2 separate regions of the Mus musculus genome follow, and region 2 is linked to region 1. Evidence: chromatin contacts called from public HiChIP or PLAC-seq data. All regions are on one chromosome and are shown on one strand. The core of a region is the stretch at or near the end of the contact, and the rest is flanking DNA. Distances in the headings are between cores, read along the strand shown.

Region 1 (2,889 bases), core at 241-2,740:
CCAGACTAGCTGAGATGCCGGAGAGAAGGATGGCACTCTTTAAAACTGTGTTCTGGAGCCAGACTCTTCCCTGTCAGATCTGCGTGATGTCGGGCAAAATATGAATCTCCTGGAGTCAGCTTCCTTATTTCTAAAATAAAACAATTCCGTTGTTTCCATACAAGTATTTTGTTTCCTTACCTTACAAGAATTTTGTAAAGTTGCTTTAGTTTTTTCTTTTCTTCCTTATTTTTTTTTAAACCTGTGTACTATCTAAATTAACCCCTGATGCAAGGAGACTTTCCCCAGTGGACAACACATGTCCATCTTCCGGTTAGTGCACTTGCCAACCCCAAAGTGTACTTGTACAGGGCAAATGACAGTTGTGTAGGTGTGTACTCGGACTGTGACGATGGAGAAATGTCAGCTGCACCAGGCACAGATGAAACACCACCAAAACCTGAAGCGATTGATGTGGGCCTTCTTTATGTCACTGTATTTCTCCAGTATGTCTCCTGGAAGGCTCAAATGAGTTACAGGACCACATCATCACTCCTGAGCTATTGAATAATCGGAGTGACCATATCCATGAACCTTTTCAGTACCGAGGTTTCAGTACATTGTCACCAAAATTTCTTCCAGTGTAATGCATCATATAGACCCAGTGCAGACTTGAACATTTTCCCTTTTCTTTCCCTTTTAGCTTGAAGTTCTACTTCTTTAGAAGGGATACATTGCCTTTGGGCCGTTTCCTGCCTCATCTCTGAGCTCATCTTGGTATTTCTTTACCTACAGATCCTTTTAAAAGCTTAAGGGAAGAGTCACACAGCAAGTATGTTAGAGTTGTCCAAGATCTATCATTTTGCTTTTCTCAGGTCATATTTTCCTCCTTGGCATCTTCCTTTATATCTATGGACTTTGTTTTGCAATGAGCATAGCCTGTTTTTCCTAATTCACATTTCCATTGATCTGTGTCACATGTTTAGTACTCCAACTTTGTGCAACTTAGTAATCACCCTCAACTCTAGAAGCAGTTCCATGACCACAGAGAGAGCACTGGGTGATTGCTTTCCAGCCTAAGATAAGCCTCTATAAGAGTACACTACACTCAGCATCTGTCTCATCATGTGTGCGTTTTGCATCTTAAACCATAAATAGTGTGGCTTTCTAATTCGGTCTGCATTAATACTATCTGAAGGTGTTATTGAAACTGAGACGCCTAGGACCCAGCTCTAGAAAATTTGATTCCACAGCTCTGAATCAAAGAAGAACATGTGCTTCTAAGAAGTTTTCAAGCCATGCTGCTGCTGCTGCCTCCGCTTTGTGGACCACAACATAAAACACCAGTAGTGGCACTGAGATTTGCAAGTAGTCTCTTTCCGGAGTATGTTTCTTTCTAAAGTACAAAGAGTGTGGCGTGTGCTTTCCAGGTGTTCTGAGCTATGGCCTCTGTTGATAAGAGCTGCTTCAGAATTGTATTCCCTTCCCTGGCTGCAGCTCAGATAAAACGACTAGACAATGCAGGGAGTGCCAAGGTCTCTCTGTTTTGTCTTGATCATGATAATTCTGTGGGCCCTTCCTGCTCCAGTCTCTCTCCTTAATCTTGCTTCCATGGCTCCTAAGAGCACACTCCGATTAAACTCTATCTCAGTGTTAGTTACCACAGAATCTGGCACACAGCCATAGATAATAATATAATGTATTGTTAGTATGGATTTGACATTAGTTAGATATCACAATTTGTATGTAGGAGCTTGGGAACCTTGCTTTTTTCCTTCATTTTCAGACACATAGTAGGGTCATGTCAAAGTTCTTGATTCTTTCTCGCTTCTGTTTCCTGAGCTGCAGAATTTCTTAGGCCTCGGCAACCCTTCTCTGTAGTCATACGGGATCAATGTCTACCTTTCTGTTTATTTGTGCTCTAGTTGGGAAAGCATTCCCACAGCATCCATTGTTAGACTCCACATTTGCTCTATTTCATCCATAACAAACACCACCAGAGGCAAAGCACATGTCTTCCATGCAGCTGGTTGCTGCTGTGTGGTGGCCCAGGAGTTAGATGCTTCTCTCAGGATAATACCGATCGCTGCCTCTTGTGCTTCAGACGTGCCAGGCACTCCTCTGAACACTTTGAAACATTTATTATTTTAATCCTCGTCTCAGCCTTAAGAAAAGGGCACTGTGATCCTTATTTCGCAGAAGACATGGCAGCACTGGGAGGCTTAGTAACTTATTAGAGTCATATGTTGGCAAAGAGGGAGAGCCATGCTTCAGGCCCAGGAATACCAGTGTCTGGAGTCTGCACTCCTCACACAGAGCCCACGCTGCAGATTATCACCTTTTACGCACTCCTGGTTGTCAGTTATGCTCATTTTTGGTCGATATAATTTAAATAGTTAATTCAAGTATAATTCCACATTATATAAGTTACCAATTTAATGTATATTATTCAATATTAGCATATATTAAATTATAAGAAATGAACTCTACAATACAACCCGTTTTAAGTATACAATTTAGACTATCCACAACGTTGTGTGCCTTTTGAACTTTTTCTTTATTATAGAAGCAGCTCTGTAACCATTAAATAACAATTCTACATCTCACCCATGTTTTAGAAACTCCTGAGCTATTTTCTGCGCTCACGGAATTGCCTAGGTAACTCCTGACAGTGACATCCGGAAGCATTCTCCCTTTGGTCCCCTATTCATTTTGCTTAGCATTGTGCTTTTAAGGCTTATTCATGTCGTGACAAGTACCAGAGTGTCAATCATTCTTAAGCTTGGATAGCATATTGAATATATATATATATATATATATATATATATATATATATACACACACACACACACACACACACACACACACCTGCTATTATTTATTAACTCATCCATTGGTAGATACTTGGGT
Region 2 (2,889 bases), core at 156-2,655, 340 kb after region 1:
GGTCAGAGAACTCAGCGGGACTCTACCATCAGCTCCCCCGTCTGGCAGCTCTTTTCCAGTTCTTAAAACTTCTAAAACTTTCCGCATAAGTATTGCCAGTTAACTCATAGACAGTTGCACTGTTCTTTGGCCCACATCTCAAACATTCCCCTGAGAGCTGTTTTCACTTTCTGCAGGGTACTTATAGTTTATCTCTGTAGGAGAATGGTTTTGAGTTTGGCACTTTGTCTATTTATTTCTCCTTCTAATAGAACTTACTTTGGAGCTAGCTAAGCCACTGCTAGCTGGCTTCCTAAGTGCTGCTCAAACCTCTTCTATCAGTGTGAAGCAGTTACCTTTTCCTGCAAAAGGCTTAAGAAAACTACAGACCCGAACTTTTTAATAGGGCTATGATGAAGAAATGTTCAAATACATTCAGGCTCACTTTACCTGTATCTTTTCAAAACAGGGTCTGTGTTGCTAAAAAATGTATTTGTAAAAAAACATTTTTCCAGGAGAGAGTCAAGACTTGGAGATCCATATTAATACCATCTCTGTATCTTAAAAAAATGAGGAAATCATTTTCAGCAAGAGAAACTTAGGGATGAGTGCCAACAACATAAATATAAGTTAGTATGCATTAAGAGAAGTGAGTGGCAAATCTGTATAACTCTGTGTGAGGGTCTTGGAGAATAGCTACACAGCAGGGCTGTTTTCCTACAAGACAAAGCAGACCCATAAAAACATGATTGGGAGTGAAATTTAGAATTGGCTGGTATCATCTTCCTCACTTCTTACAGCTTCTGACATGGTGAGTGCCCCGTAATGCCTTAATGCTCTTAAGAGAATAGTCATTGTTGGGTATCTTGGAGAAGGTAATATGGAACAGGGCTACAGTCTTCTTTTCACTATTATGCCATACCTCAAGTATACAAAGGCTACCAATAAATATTATGGTGCCTTCAGAGTTTACACTGACTTAGAGAGATTTTGATGAGAAAGGTCAACCTTTCTTGTTTTGGGGGCATTCAGGGACTTTTTCTGTGATCCTGAATTGAATTGCCAGTATCTCCTAATCTCTCAACTCTGACTGTTGGTAAGAGAAAACAATAGAAGGATTAATGGCTCAGTTGAGAAATGTTTGCTTGCTAGACAATGGGAAGGGAATTGGGTAGACATACTTATCCTTCCTGTTTACATTCAGTAATGTAACCAGGATATTAAAAAGTCTGTCTAATAAAGATGGTGGAGTTTCTTTTTTCCCAGTTGTAATTTCTTATTGTGAAAAGCTCATCAAATTGAGCAGGAGAAAGGAGAAAAGAGAAGAATGAAAAGATATTTGAGAAGTCAGTGGTGTAACAAAACAGTACTAGCAGCGAGAATGAAAGCAGGGTGGGTGGCACATGTCACTGAGCTTGCATGGAAATGGCAGGCATTTGTTCTCAGATGGAGGGAAAGGGAAGGAGGGAAGTTGGGAAGGAAGGAAGCAAAGAGGGGAGGGAGGGAGGAAGGAAGGAAGGGACAAGGGTGAGACTCCATTTGCTTCTGCATACCTAGAAAGCCAGCTGCTTCCACAAATGTGTGTGACATCTTATATACAGCCTAGTAGGTCAGTGGAATTATTTCCCATGTGGAGACACATAATCTTACAGAAGTAACGAAGATATCTTTAGCCGGGCAGTGGTGGCACACACCTTTAATCCCAGCACTTGGGAGGCAGAGGCAGGCGGATTTCTGAGTTCAAGGCCAGCTGGTCTACAAAGTGAGTTCCAGGACAGCCAAGGCTATACAGAGAAACCCTGTCTCAAAAAACCAAAAAAAAAAAAAAAAAAAGAAGAAGAAGAAGAAGATATCTTTGACTATGAATAACTAATGTAGTATTTGAATATAGAGCTCTTTTTCCCCTCATTGCTAAAGCAGACTTACTTTTGCAGTTGCTGATTTAATATTGCTGTGTGAATTTTGTTATCTGATTTGTGGTACCCTGTGAGGTCTATACATCAGGAGTCATTCATCTGATTCAATAGATCGAATGGAGTTTTCCAAAACCTTTTCTTGATGATTTGGCTAAAGGTAAAGCATTTCTCAGAATAAAAGTTAAACTGTGCTTATTTCCTGAAGGCCTACTATGTGTAGGTGCTGATAAAAGACAAGGAATCCATCCTGTCCCTGACACAGTGTTCTCTGAACTGAATGAAAATACAAAACAGGAAAAGTACAATTCTTTATTACGTACAGCAAGGCAAGAATGGTTACTTGTCAAATCTGTTGGTCCGTAAATCCATAGTTTGTCAGAGGCATCTGGGATACATAGCCTATCATCACTGTTGCCAGGAGACTGAGGTGTTTCCCCTTGAGGGGCCTTTCCTCAGGAAAAGCAGAAGCCTTGTAGTTAGTAATTATATGGAGTGGAGGTCAGAGACAGTACAGGCTTTAGAGTTAAGCAATGCTGTTTAAAGAGAGACAGACAGACCCTTAAGAAAAGGACAATTGTATGCATGTGTGTACGCTTGCCTGTGCACGCACAAGTTTCTAAGAAAGAGTCATATTTTAAGCATGTAAATAGCCATGTACATCCTTTTATAGCTTTGGAGTTAAATTACCCAAAAAAATATAATTTATAACTAGATTCAAAGGCTAAAAAAAAACCTTCAAAAATAAAATGTGGAAAATAAGTAAGCTGGGCTGGCCACTAAGTTTCAAGAACTTCTCTTTTGTAGTAAAAGTATAAGGCATGCCTTGCAGTTCTTGTTTAGGCTTAAGGAGGAGAGAGGGCTGCTGCTGTGACATGGTTAAGATCACAAGCACAAGCATCACAAGCGTAAGCAGACAGATCTTTCGTTTTCTAACACCCCTATTTGAGATGGCTCTTGGAAAGAGAACATGTCATCTCTGCAGTCAATGGTGATT

What was found. HiChIP or PLAC-seq counts read pairs in DNA pulled down with a chosen protein or histone mark.
Region 2: a contact with region 1 is called in an H3K27ac HiChIP or PLAC-seq map of extraembryonic endoderm stem cells. The contact joins two enhancer-like sites. A contact is called at or near these places in 2 of 115 datasets of contacts at active chromatin or transcription factors (extraembryonic endoderm stem cells and trophoblast stem cells).

What each region holds. Positions count from the first base shown.
Region 1 is chr2:140,706,296-140,709,184 of GRCm38.p6, forward strand. All of the region lies in intron 3 of Macrod2 (mono-ADP ribosylhydrolase 2), which reads left to right. Among named protein-coding and RNA genes, the nearest start is that of Flrt3, 36 kb to the left of the region's middle. Within about 2 kb of position 1,491, at least 7 of the 459 cell types and tissues checked have an H3K27ac peak or open chromatin away from gene starts, as enhancers often do. A contact at or near this core is called in extraembryonic endoderm stem cells, where this site is marked.
Region 2 is chr2:141,050,091-141,052,979 of GRCm38.p6, forward strand. All of the region lies in intron 5 of Macrod2 (mono-ADP ribosylhydrolase 2), which reads left to right. Among named protein-coding and RNA genes, the nearest start is that of Flrt3, 380 kb to the left of the region's middle. Within about 2 kb of position 1,406, at least 4 of the 459 cell types and tissues checked have an H3K27ac peak or open chromatin away from gene starts, as enhancers often do. A contact at or near this core is called in extraembryonic endoderm stem cells, where this site is marked.